3 separate regions of the Gossypium hirsutum genome follow, and regions 1 and 3 are each linked to region 2. Evidence: chromatin contacts called from public Hi-C data. All regions are on one chromosome and are shown on one strand. The core of a region is the stretch at or near the end of the contact, and the rest is flanking DNA. Distances in the headings are between cores, read along the strand shown. Region 1 holds the start of LOC107914639 (RAN GTPase-activating protein 1). Region 2 holds the start of LOC107914677 (N-terminal acetyltransferase B complex catalytic subunit NAA20). Region 3 holds the start of LOC107914624 (probable transmembrane GTPase FZO-like, chloroplastic).

Region 1 (3,717 bases), core at 119-2,618, 150 kb after region 2:
CAAAATGTATTAAGTCTAATATTAGAATGTAATACAGTTTATAATAATTAAAATATTTTTATAACTAATTAAAATTTTATTATTTATAATTGAAATATATTAAGTATAAAAAAATAGAAAATATAAATATTTTTCATAAAAAATAAATCCTTTTTATCAAGTCCATGAGTTTGAATATTTTAAATTAATACTCTTATAATTTTTACACAACAAGGTTAAAATAGATCTTGGCAGCCTAAAGGCTAAAAGCAAGTAAACAACTATGTTGGGTGGTTACTCTGTCTTGTCAGGTCAATGTTAGTTAGGTGCTGCTAATGACAAGATAGTAACAGAAACTGTATTTAAAAAAAATTATCCATCTAATACAATATAAAAAATAGTTAATATTTGATAAAAATAATTTATAATATTTTTCATAAAAACTTAAAATATAATATAAAAATAATGCTAAGATGGTATAGATATATGAATATTATGAATTTTTTTGAATAATTTTATTATAGGTTTGAATCCTATTTTTTTTTATAAAATGTCTAGAATTATCTATAACCCTTCCTTAAATCATAAATAAGAGGATAATGCGCTTTAGTTTACTCAAACTCATGTCATCCTGTATTGATTTTATTGCCCATATCAATCGAGCTTTAACTCAATTGATAATATTATAAAAATTTTAAACATAAAAATATCAAAATTTATTAATTCTCCAGTTAATTCATTTGGGTACTGTTTTCCTTGTATTTAAATAAACTTTATAAAGCTTAGGTGCCATCAGTAATTGATGATCATTACTCTACTACTCTATCTTGGGTCCAAAAATTAGGTAATGCCAAAATTTTGTTTGTTGTGCCTTTTTTTTAACATTTATTTATGTTATAATGTGAACTCTAATAAATAGAAAAATATAGAGAAATTAATATTTTATTGGAATTATTATTTTATTTTATTTAAATACCATCCTAATTTAAATTATAATTATTTTGATTTGTATGAATCTTATTAATCACTTATTTAATACGAGTTCAAACGATAACCTTGATTCACTACTTGATATTGTATAAAAAAGATACATAGCTAATTCAACAAAACATTTTTTTGTTGTTGATTTCAATGATGCATATAAAAAGTTTGACACGTATATTTACTCACAAATCGATTTACCATTTAGATCCATTCATTTAATTAGAAAATAAAAATTTCTTTCTAAATTTATAAATTAATTAAAAGTAAATTTTTTTATTTGCAAAAGAGGGCCTAGAAGTCAATTTTAAATTCATGGCTAACCCAATTTCTTGGTAAACATAGACCCAATGGTTTTGAATTAGATTGAAGCCCAAATATAATAATGGAACTGAACTGTTAAAAACAGAAGAAAGTAGGGGCTAACTAGTAAATTGACATTAAAATGGAAGCGGAAAACCTACGCATCTCTTTTTGAAGTAAAAAAGCCGTCATTTAATTTCCCTCCAATTCGCTCGAAGGGCACGCATTCATTTTTGGGTTTTTCTTTATCCCCCCCATTTCCATCATTACTCTCGCTTGCACCACTCTTCACCATTTAAAAAGGCTTCTCCCTCTTTCCTTCTTTTCTAAAATCCCAATCCTCAAAACCATGATACTCTGAAAGAAAGCGGAGATAAAGGTGTTTAATTTAATTAACCCATCCTTCTTTTTTTCTCTTCCTAGTCTAGGGTTTCGTTTTTCCTTCCTTCTTTCTTTCTCGAGAAAAACAAACACTCTAGGGTTTCTTTCATTTCTTACCTGCTTCTTGTTTATACTACTTGTTTAGTTGGTTTTATATAGTCGCGAGCAAGAAATTTAAGTGGATAAACTATTGGGTTTTTTTTTCAGGTTCTCGTTGAATCGGGTGGTGCAAGGTTAACAAAGTTATCGATTTTTTGTCCTTTTTGCTAACCAGTTAGTATTAGGCGTAAGAAATTGAACTCTTATTTAAATGTATTTATTTATTTTCACTTACATATTATGCATTCAGTAATTTTGTGAGTTCACACTTTTAGGGTTTTGATTTTCGGGTGGTGCAAGATTAACAAGGTTTCTCATTGTTTGTTTGTTAAGTTGACGTGGACTCTTAAAGCCCAACGTTTGATTGGATAAATTAACTGCAAGTTTATCTTTTTTCACATGATGTTTTATGTCATCTCTATATGATTTCTTGACAACATAATGATTGGTAATGAAGGATTAATACTAAATCAATGTGAAATAGGCTTGAGATGACTCTTCTTTTCGGAGAAGAGAGATGGCTTTTGATTACGTGTGCAATATATTTTGCTCAATAACTTTAGAATTAGGGGAGAAGGGCATATGTGCACAAGAACCTAAACTCTCTATTCTTGATTGGGTGATCTGTTTGCAAATGCGGAAGTTTTAACTTGTTTGTAAGATGTTGCTACATATGATGTTCATGGACCAAAGATACAATGAATCTAGATCTACTCTTATCGGTTAGTTTCAATTTTGTATGCCCCCTCCCCCAAGGAATGTAACTTTATCTACAATCCTCCATAATTATCATTGCCTTTACTGTTTCACTTTTGCTCATTCCATCAAAACTCTGGTTTGTAGAATCTAGGATTTGCTACTCAGCTATCATTGATAATGCTTACATTTTTCTGATCCTTTGATGGCCGCATGCTATCACCGTCAGTATTGCTAATGTCATTTTGGTAATTGGTTCTGCTGTAAGAATAACATGTAATTGAAGTCATTCTGGTTCAGTTAGAATAAAATAAGACTGCTTTTGGTTATTTCTTACTAAAGTTGCATAAACTGCTTGTGAAGGAATTGGCTAATGGATCTATCATGATAAGAATTTCATAGCCAGAACCTATATGCTGTTCATACGGGGTGGATTTGGAAATTAAGTTTCCTTTTTAGTGTTACAAAATTGCTGAGATTTTGGTTTCTTCAATTTTTATTTGTTCTATGCCATTTTTAGGTGTTCCACTCATGTTCTTACTATGTTGTATAATTACTTAATTTAACAAGAACTTCAGCTTTGTTGATTGCTTTGGTTTTTGTTACATTTATGGGTCCTATATTTTGTCATCTCATCTTTATTATGTATTTGCAATATCTGGTGGTCCTAGGTCAATTAGATATGGAATCTGGAACGCAAGCATTTCAACAACGCTCGCTGTCAGTGAAATTGTGGCCACCTAGTCATGGTACAAGGCTGATGCTTGTAGAGCGGATGACGAAGAATCTTACAACCCCATCCATTTTCTCTAGAAAGTATGGCCTATTAAGTAATGAAGAGGCTGAGGAGGATGCTAAGAAAATAGAAGAGTTAGCTTTTGCTGCTGCAGATCAACATTACAAGAAGGAGCCTGATGGTGATGGTAGTTCTGCAGTGCAAGTATATGCCAAAGAATCGAGTAGACTGATGCTGGAAGCTATTAAAAGAGGCCCTACTGTAAAGGATGAAGAGATAGCTGATAAAACCAGTATTCATGAAACTGTCTTTGATATATCTGGAGGTCGCAGGGCATTTATAGATGCAGAGGAGGCTGAGGAGATTCTGAAGCCACTTAGAGAGCCAGGAAATTCATATACTAAGATATGTTTTAGCAACAGAAGTTTTGGCTTGGATGCAGCAAATGTTGCTGCACCCCTCTTGTCATCCGTTAAGCAACAATTAACTGAGGTAGACCTTTCAGATTTTATTGCTGGAAGGCCAGAGTCTGAAGCACTTGA
Region 2 (3,902 bases), core at 794-3,293:
AATAAACCAAGCCAAACCGACAAGCTTTAATGCCGCAAAATTGTCCAAGTCCACTTTATCCAAGTAAATTGGAAGCTCCTTGCGCCACTTTGTCTTAGTCCTCCCAAAATTGTAGCTTACTAGAATATCTAAGCCTATTGGAGGTGCATAAGAACTGATAATATTTAAATTTTAAAGTCTTGCTACCTAGTATGAGTTAAAGCCAAGATCCTATTGTCCTCCTAATGTCAACAACCTCATCAACCAACTGGCAGTCTAAGCCAATGAAGCCTTGGCTGACTAAGGTAGAGGCCTAGAGAACTTAGTGATCCTAGGTTTGAGTCTCACCTTGTATATATGTGAGTTCTGGTTAGCTAGTTAGTTAAGTTGGTTGAGTTAGTTATTCAGTTTAGTGCTTATAATGAATGTTTCTGACCAAAAGATAAAGGGCAGTCTTAAATTATACCTATCCAATTCCTATTCCCATCTCAACTTGAATTTTATACCATAATTTGCGACCCTATTTACCAATGGGTTTAACTTTCTTGCCCATCCATTTAGTCTCATGCAGGCACACAATATTAATATTCTTCCTAATTTAGCCTCCACTAGCCTACACATACCTGTAAGAGAACCTATGCTCCCATTAGCTTGGGGAAACAGGAAGCCTTTGATCATTTGATATCACACCAGTAGATGTGGCCACTTAGTGGGGAACACTTGCTAAGAAAATATTAAAAATTACGGATCATCATGGTTTCTGTCCCCTAACCAAGCAACTGTTTGAGCGTTCAAAGGGAATAAATCTCAAAACAAGAGATGAGAAAGCGACAGACATTCAGACACCAATAACACTTTGATCACTAGAATTCCAACTCGAAGATACCATGAATATATGTGAATAGCAGTAGAGTAATAATTCAACTCATTAATTTCTTTAGCTTCGCCCATCTCTAGACCCCCAGATTAAGGGAACAGAAGTCACAGAACATCTCTCAACATTGCAGTCTTCTGAACTAGCAAATAAAAGTCCTGTACCTCTAGTTTTGATCTAACAAACAGCTAGTCTAACAATTTAATTCTTACCGATTTCATTAGTATGTCAAGTAAAATTTCAATTCCTTTAGTTAGAAAACCTATACTCCATTTAACTTGCTAACATATAAAGAAAAAGAAGGAAGCTGCAATAATTCAAATCAGCGAAAATATGTTTACCTTCTTCCTACAGAACTTGAACAATGGATTCAAGTAACGAGCGCACTGCTTAAACGTGGCTACCATGGACTTCCCTTTTGCCGTTCTCTTTTCAGCCTCACCCATATCATCCAGCTCCTGTTTCCACTCATTCAACAACCTCTTGAAAAACACCAGAATCTTATCTTCATCACACAGCTCATCGAAATTCGCCTTCATTCTTTTCAAATCCTTATCCATATCGACTCCGCTGGACCCACCATCACCACTCAACTCTCCTCCTCCTCCTCCCCCTTCTTCTTCCCTATCCTGTCCTCCTCCTTCCCCTTCTTCCCTATCCTTTCTCTTCCTATCGCTCAAAATCCCCGTCTTCTGCCGCTTCCGCAGCTCGGCAATGTCTCTCAAGAAGTCATTGGTTTGACCGTCAGTCATATCGCTGTCGACCTCGAAAAGACCTGCTTTTAAGACGTATTTTAACCTTTCGAGACGAGCTGCGTCATCTTCGCCGAAGAGCGTAATAGGTTGTTTGAGGAAGCGAAGGCGGCGGATGACTTCTTGCCTTGGAAGGTCGAGGTTGTCAATGTTTTGTTCATCGGTGAGGGATTTGGAGGAACCGGCGGTGGAAGTTGCAATTGTGGATGCCGTGCTGGAAGCGGAGGGGTTAGGTTTGGCGGAAGTATCGCTGACATTGGAGGGGGATGCAGTGGATTGGCGGTGAGATTTCGCTTCGAGTTCGCGTTTTTCTTGCTCGCGAAGCTTTTGGATTTGCTTTTGTTCTATCTCGGAGCGTTTGAATACGCGCTTTTCGCCGGTATTCTGAGCTAAACTTTGCCGTTTCTTGAGAAGCTCTTCTTTGAGAAGATCCATTTAGGATCGATTATGGTCATCTCCGAGGCTTGATCTGAGTTTCGTTGAAGATAATGACGGATCGACGGTCGGCCATTTTCTCAGGTTCTTGACTAACCGTTTCAATATTCAAATGGATTCGAGTAGGCCTAAAAGGAATTTTCAAGTCCAAACCAAAAAATGTGAATTTAAATGGCCCAACCCAAATATAATCCAAAGGACCTGCTTTATCTCTTCGGCCGATGGCATCATTGACCTTTGAAGTTTGAACCACCGTTCTGATAGCCCTGCGTTTCATTAAGCTTCCATTACCGGTAGCCGAAGAAGATTGAGATGACGACTATACGCCGATTTTGCTGCAATGATCTTCTTCGTTTCGCATCTGTCAATCTCGACCACTTAACGGAAACCGTAAGCTTTAAAACTCTTGCCTTTTAGTTTATCTTTCTTTTTTTTGAACTTGGCAAATGCTTGGACGAGTTGTAAATTGTTTCCATCAATGATAATTGTGTTATTATTACAGTTTAACATGTCATTTTACATGACATATTTAGCTCGATGGCCCGATTACTTTCATGTAGCTGAAGGCCCCGGCAATCGAATAATGGGTTACAGTAAGCTTTCTGTTCTTCGTTCTTATTTATGTAACTGGAATTTTAACACTGATACTGTGAAAAGAAAGATTTGGGTTCTATTTCTGATGTTCATTGTCTTCTGTATTTAGTTTATTACTATAAGTAATTGGAATTACATTTTATCGGTCACGTTCAAGGTTTGATTTGAATAGGGATATGCTTTTAACTGGCAATGATGTTTTGGGATTGGTGCATCTAGCTTTAATTCCTTTGAAATTGGTTGCAGTTATGGGGAAAGTTGAGGGGCAAGGTGAGTCTTGGCATGGCCATGTAACGGCAGTCACTGTAGCGCCAGAATATCGTAGGCAGCAGCTGGCTAAGAAACTGATGAACCTTTTGGAAGATATCAGTGATAAGATGTAAGTACATTTATTGTTCATTGATTTGAGTAAATTCTGTCTGCAGCTAGTCTGCAGCAAGGGCTGGTTACAAGACTAGAAATTACAGAAGTATTAAGTTTTCTAATAAAATTTTAGGACTGATTGCAAGATTAGAAATTATCAGACTACTAAATTCTTTAATATATATATTTCATCCTTTCAGAAATTTGCTCCATGTTTTATTCATTCTGTAATATGAACTGCTAAGATAGTTATAAGGTTCGTTATTAGATATTTATGATGAAACTAATACAAGTTTCTGAACACAAACATTTTTGGTTCAAATGGTGAAGGTTAAGTAACTGGCTAACAAGCTAGGTCATCTTGTAGTTCTGTGTAGGAGATTGTCCTTTGAAACTAACTTGTAATTGCTGAGTCGAAAATGATTTTGTTTTGTTTCTGGTATTATTTAAAAAAATAATTTACAGTGCACTTCGAGCTTCAAGTTGTTTTAAATTTGGTCATGCTTGATTAGTTTTATCTTGCTTTGTACTTTCATGTCAGCCAATTTTATAATGCATCTTGATCTAATGCAAAATTATATAGTATGCATGATTTTCTTTTTTGTTTAATATACTCTAGTATTTTTTTAATAGAATAATTTATTTTGGCAGAGACAAGGCATATTTTGTGGATCTGTTTGTGAGAGCTTCTAATACACCAGCTATAAAGATGTATGAGAAGGTAATAATTCTAGAACTTTCCATTTTGGACGTTATTACATCATACTTTTCCCCTTAAGATTGTACTGCCTGGCATGCAGTTTGAGATGTATGTCGGTGCTGTTGTTCAGATTTTTTCTCCTATGTTCTGCAATCACTGTTTTCCCATGTCATTGGAAGTGTGTTTGCATGTACATGCATAAGGC
Region 3 (4,258 bases), core at 1,386-3,885, 210 kb after region 2:
TCTTAGTGAACTTAAAATCAGCCGGGTAGCCAATTATCCTATAACAATTCTCTCTTTTATGCCCTTTAATCTTGAAATGATCACATGTTCCATTAAACCGCTTCTTTTGAACAACATGCGTTGAGTGTAAAGAAACTAGATCTGAACCTGCAACACTCGAACTATGCTGCTTCTGAGATTCCTTTTGTATAAGCATGGAGTAAGCTTGATTTACAGTTGGTAATGGGTTCATCACAATATTTGACTGCGCACCGCATTATACGACTCACTCAACCCCATCAAAAATTGAAATAGGCACTGTTGCAACACATGTTCAACATTCTGCCTTGACTGATCACAACCACATAAAGAAAAAGGTATAAGAGTATCGTATTCATCCTAAAACAGTCTCAGCTTAGTGAAGTACACAAATATAGAATTAGTACCTTGAAGATGCGAAATAATTTCAAGATGTAAAAAATAAACCCTAAAGCCATCAACCTTATGAAAATATTCCCTAAGATCTTTCCATACAGCTGTTGCGCTAGAGGCAAAAATGATTCTGGCTGAGAACTCACTGCTAACTGTATTTAGAATCCAAGATAATACAATAGCATTACACCGCTCCCATTGATATCCCAACTCATCTGGTAACGACTCTTTAAAACAAGTACCATCCACAAAACCTAATTTGTTTTTGGCTAATAGTGCAATCTTCATTGACCGACTTTAGACATTATAATTATCAACTCTAAGCAACTGATGAGATACCAACAATGCACCTAGAGTATCCGATGGATGCAAGTAAAGAGGGTGATTAAAATCAATAACCAAATCAAAAAGATTCACTATGATTACAAACCAACCAGTATTGAAGCAGAGAAGTCTATCAATCAAGAATGATGCAAATAAGAGAAAACTGCCACAAACAAAAAAAAGCCCTAAATTACCAATTGGACCACACAAATTGGACCACACCCACCAAAAAATGTAATGGGCCAACAGAAAAACAAAAAAAAAAAGACTTAGTTTTCAACCTTCATAACTCGAAATGAAGTAACAGCGAATCAGCAAACCAAGCAGATTTTGTAACCGGACTTTGGTGACCGAAAAGTTAGCAATCACTGGAGCTCTGATACCATGTTGAAAAACTGATCATGAATGAAAAAAATACTCTGTAATATCAATAATTATAATAAGTGTCTTAAACCATAATTACAAACTTATTGACCTTTTATAGATTATTTGCTAATAGACTAACTATATTAACAATGAAGCTAACTACTCAAACTAATTATCAACTGACTTTTCAATAGTCTGTTCCTGTCTAAGTTCTCGGTAAGGTTTTTTTTTTCTCTCAAGTTAAAAACATGTAGATTAATTATTTAAAAGAACTGTTAACCTTTGACACAGTGAAAGGGTGTTAAAACTTATAATAATGAGAATGAGGTGATGAGGGAGATGGTGAAAGTAGAGACAGGATGGTGGAGACATAAAATGGGGTGGAGATGATAAGGGCACGAGGGTGGGTGTGAGGAGGGTTGTGCCTGAAAGACAGTGGAGATGAAAGAGGTCGAAGAGATGTGTAGGAGTATATCTACACCCATACGGCTGTACTGGATACTTGTTTGACATGGTGAATGGGTGGTAAGATTGACAATGAAGAGGAGGAAGTTATGAGGGAGATGATGAAAATGGACACATGGAGGTCGAGACTGGTAGTAGGTGTAAAATGGGGTGAATGTGGTGAGGGAGAGCGTAAGGGTGTTAATAGTCTTTGTTAGATATATATATATTACGCAGTATGATGTTTAATTTCGTTTTCTTGAATCCCAAACAGGTGGAAGCATCTATTCCAGGATGTAGTATGTTTGGCTTAGATAAAAAATGTTAAAATCTAGGTCTGGTCTATCTATATTAATTTTATATATATATATTTTTAAAAAATATAATATATAAAAAATACTAAAAATATTAAAATAAATATTTCCCAATAAATTTTAAAAAATATGTATACTTAAATAATACTAAGATAGGTGCAACTTAAGAAGCAAATGCCTCTAAAATAGTAACAAAATTAACAATAAAACAAGAGTTATACAATATCTAAATAGTAGCAACATAATTGTGAAATGATAGTAAAATAGTGAGAAAAAACAAGAAAACAAGAAAAAACAACAAGCAAACAATAAAAAAAATCATTTTTTCCATATTCAGGCTAGGGCCAAAAAAGCATTACTTGAGGCCTGGCTCGTTTTTAAACATACATTACTTTCTTGTCTAAACCTATTTTTTGAGCTTATATCTTTGCCTAAACTCTTCCTATTTTCGAACGGGTTGAGACCGATCTAATTCCTTTATATGAGTTTTTTTGGATTCTTTATTAGTAACTTGATTACGTGGAGTAGTAAAACATAAAAAGAATAATTTAAATTTAAAAGAAAAATCCTAGTTTGTTAATTAACTACATGTCCATCATGTAACTTTTTTTATGGCCAAATGGTTAAAGTCACATGCAAGAAAAGAAAACAAATTTAATAGAGAAAGTAAGAACAACAAACACTACAAAATTATTAAACAATTGAACTTTTGTTAACAAAATGTTTGTTCGGAAAAGCAAGTTTTGGTTTTGCGAATTGCCATGGCGGTGGGATGCAATTGAATTCAGTCAAGTGGGTCTCCCACCTATTTTTGTCTTTCAAAAGCTCTCCAATCCAATGAACTAAAAGCTGCCCATTACGGCTTCTTAGCATAGTGACCGTCAGATTTTTATTTTTAGCAAATTGGTGGTGGGTTCATCGGTATCACTCATATCTCCATAAGGATAAGACGATAACATCTCTCTTAACACTCACTGTTTCGCTCAACCGCCACCCTTTCTTCTTTTCTAATCTCTGCCTCCATAGCCAAATTACTTGCTTCACTTACCACAAGTAAGTATCCCACAAAAAAGAAGTTCCCTTTTTCTCCTTTTCGATGATCCCTCTCCTTTCCCTCCGGTTCCCCGCCTCTCCCTCCTCCGCTCTTTTCCACTTCAGCCCATCTCCTCCTTTCTCCTCTCGCTTTACTAAATCCCCTTTTCGCCGCTTTCTTCCTCCGACGAAACCCTCCCTTTCCACCAATTCTTTCAGCTCTACTTCCCAACAGCTTGGACCCCAAGGCCCTCAAAACCAGCAGCCTCCCAGAACTCTATTCCCTGGTGGCTACAAACGTCCCGAGATCAAGGTCCCTAATTTTGTTCTCCAGTTGGACCCCAACGACGTCTTGGCTGACGACAATGCGCTCGATTTCATTGACAAGGCCGTCTCCAAATGGGTTGGCCTTGTAGTGCTCAATGGTGGTGAAGGAAGTGGCGGCAGGGTTTATGAAGCTGCCCGTTCGTTAAAAGCGGTTGTTAAAGATCGCGCTTATCTTTTGATCGCGGAGCGCGTTGACATTGCCGCCGCTGTCGGTGCTAGTGGCGTGGTCCTCTCTGATCAAGGTGGGCTTTTGCCTTTTTCTTTTTTCTTCTAAAGTTTGCTTATTCAAGGTTATTGGACTATTCACGTAAAAGTGGATTTATTTCTTTTCAAAAGCTTATCAGAGTTTAAAGTAATGAAATTGTCATGCTTGTTTTTCAAAATGAAATCGACCCAATGTTAAAGTAAAGCTGTTAAAGTCTTCAGTCATATCAAATGCATTTGTACCTATATCCAACATCGTTGTATTTGTTTACGAGAAATGCTTCCTTTACAGGCCTTCCTGCCATAATCGCAAGAAACACAATGATGGATTCAAAATCAGATTCTGTCTTTCTCCCTTTGGTAGCTAGGACCGTGCAATCTTCAGATTCTGCTTTAAATGCTTCAAGTTCTGAAGGTGCTGATTTTCTTATATATGATCTGGGTCAAGAAGAGCACGCCAATACGGCAATGAAGGCTGTCTATGAAAATGTGAAGATACCGATCTTTGTTGTTAATAATAATTCACAAGCAGAGGTGCCATCATATACTGAGTTGACCAAGATTTTCAAATCAGGTGCTAGTGGTGTAGTTTTGTCATTGGAAGATTTGAGGTTGTTTACCGATGATGTTTTGAGCGAGTTTTTTAACACTGTATATACAACTAATAACAAACGTCAGGATGAGAGCATCGTTGAACTAGAAATGGCGGATATCGATCGTGGCTCTCACCAGAAAGTGGGTGTGGCGGGTTTTATTAAAGTGGAAGATAGAGAAAAACAACTTATCGAGAAGGAGAGATCAGTGTTAACCAAAGCAATAAATGTCTTCCAGAAAGC

What was found. A called contact is a pair of places that touch in the nucleus more often than the background predicts.
Region 1: a Hi-C map of leaf shows a contact between it and region 2, with 2.5 times the contacts expected there. The contact joins the promoter of LOC107914639 here to the promoter of LOC107914677 in region 2. A contact is called at or near these places in 11 of 34 Hi-C or Micro-C datasets (hypocotyl, leaf, petal and 1 more).
Region 3: a contact with region 2 is called in a Hi-C map of leaf, with 1.9 times the contacts expected there. The contact joins the promoter of LOC107914624 here to the promoter of LOC107914677 in region 2. A contact is called at or near these places in 3 of 34 Hi-C or Micro-C datasets (all in leaf).

What each region holds. Positions count from the first base shown.
Region 1 is chrD08:10,153,856-10,157,572 of Gossypium_hirsutum_v2.1, forward strand. It overlaps LOC107914639 (RAN GTPase-activating protein 1), which reads left to right and starts at 1,369. Exons shown (of 3, transcript XM_016843608.2): 1 at 1,369-1,642; 2 at 1,852-1,930; 3 at 3,111-3,717. The coding sequence starts at 3,122.
Region 2 is chrD08:9,998,967-10,002,868 of Gossypium_hirsutum_v2.1, forward strand. LOC107914677 (N-terminal acetyltransferase B complex catalytic subunit NAA20) reads left to right here and starts at 2,044. Exons shown (of 6, transcript XM_016843675.2): 1 at 2,044-2,430; 2 at 2,543-2,633; 3 at 2,881-3,013; 4 at 3,649-3,718. The coding sequence starts at 2,353. LOC107914671 (pre-mRNA-splicing factor 18) reads right to left here and starts at 2,040. Exons shown (of 3, transcript XR_005917495.1): 1 at 1,195-2,040.
Region 3 is chrD08:10,205,497-10,209,754 of Gossypium_hirsutum_v2.1, forward strand. It overlaps LOC107914624 (probable transmembrane GTPase FZO-like, chloroplastic), which reads left to right and starts at 2,636. Exons shown (of 12, transcript XM_016843582.2): 1 at 2,636-3,460; 2 at 3,715-4,258. The coding sequence starts at 2,956.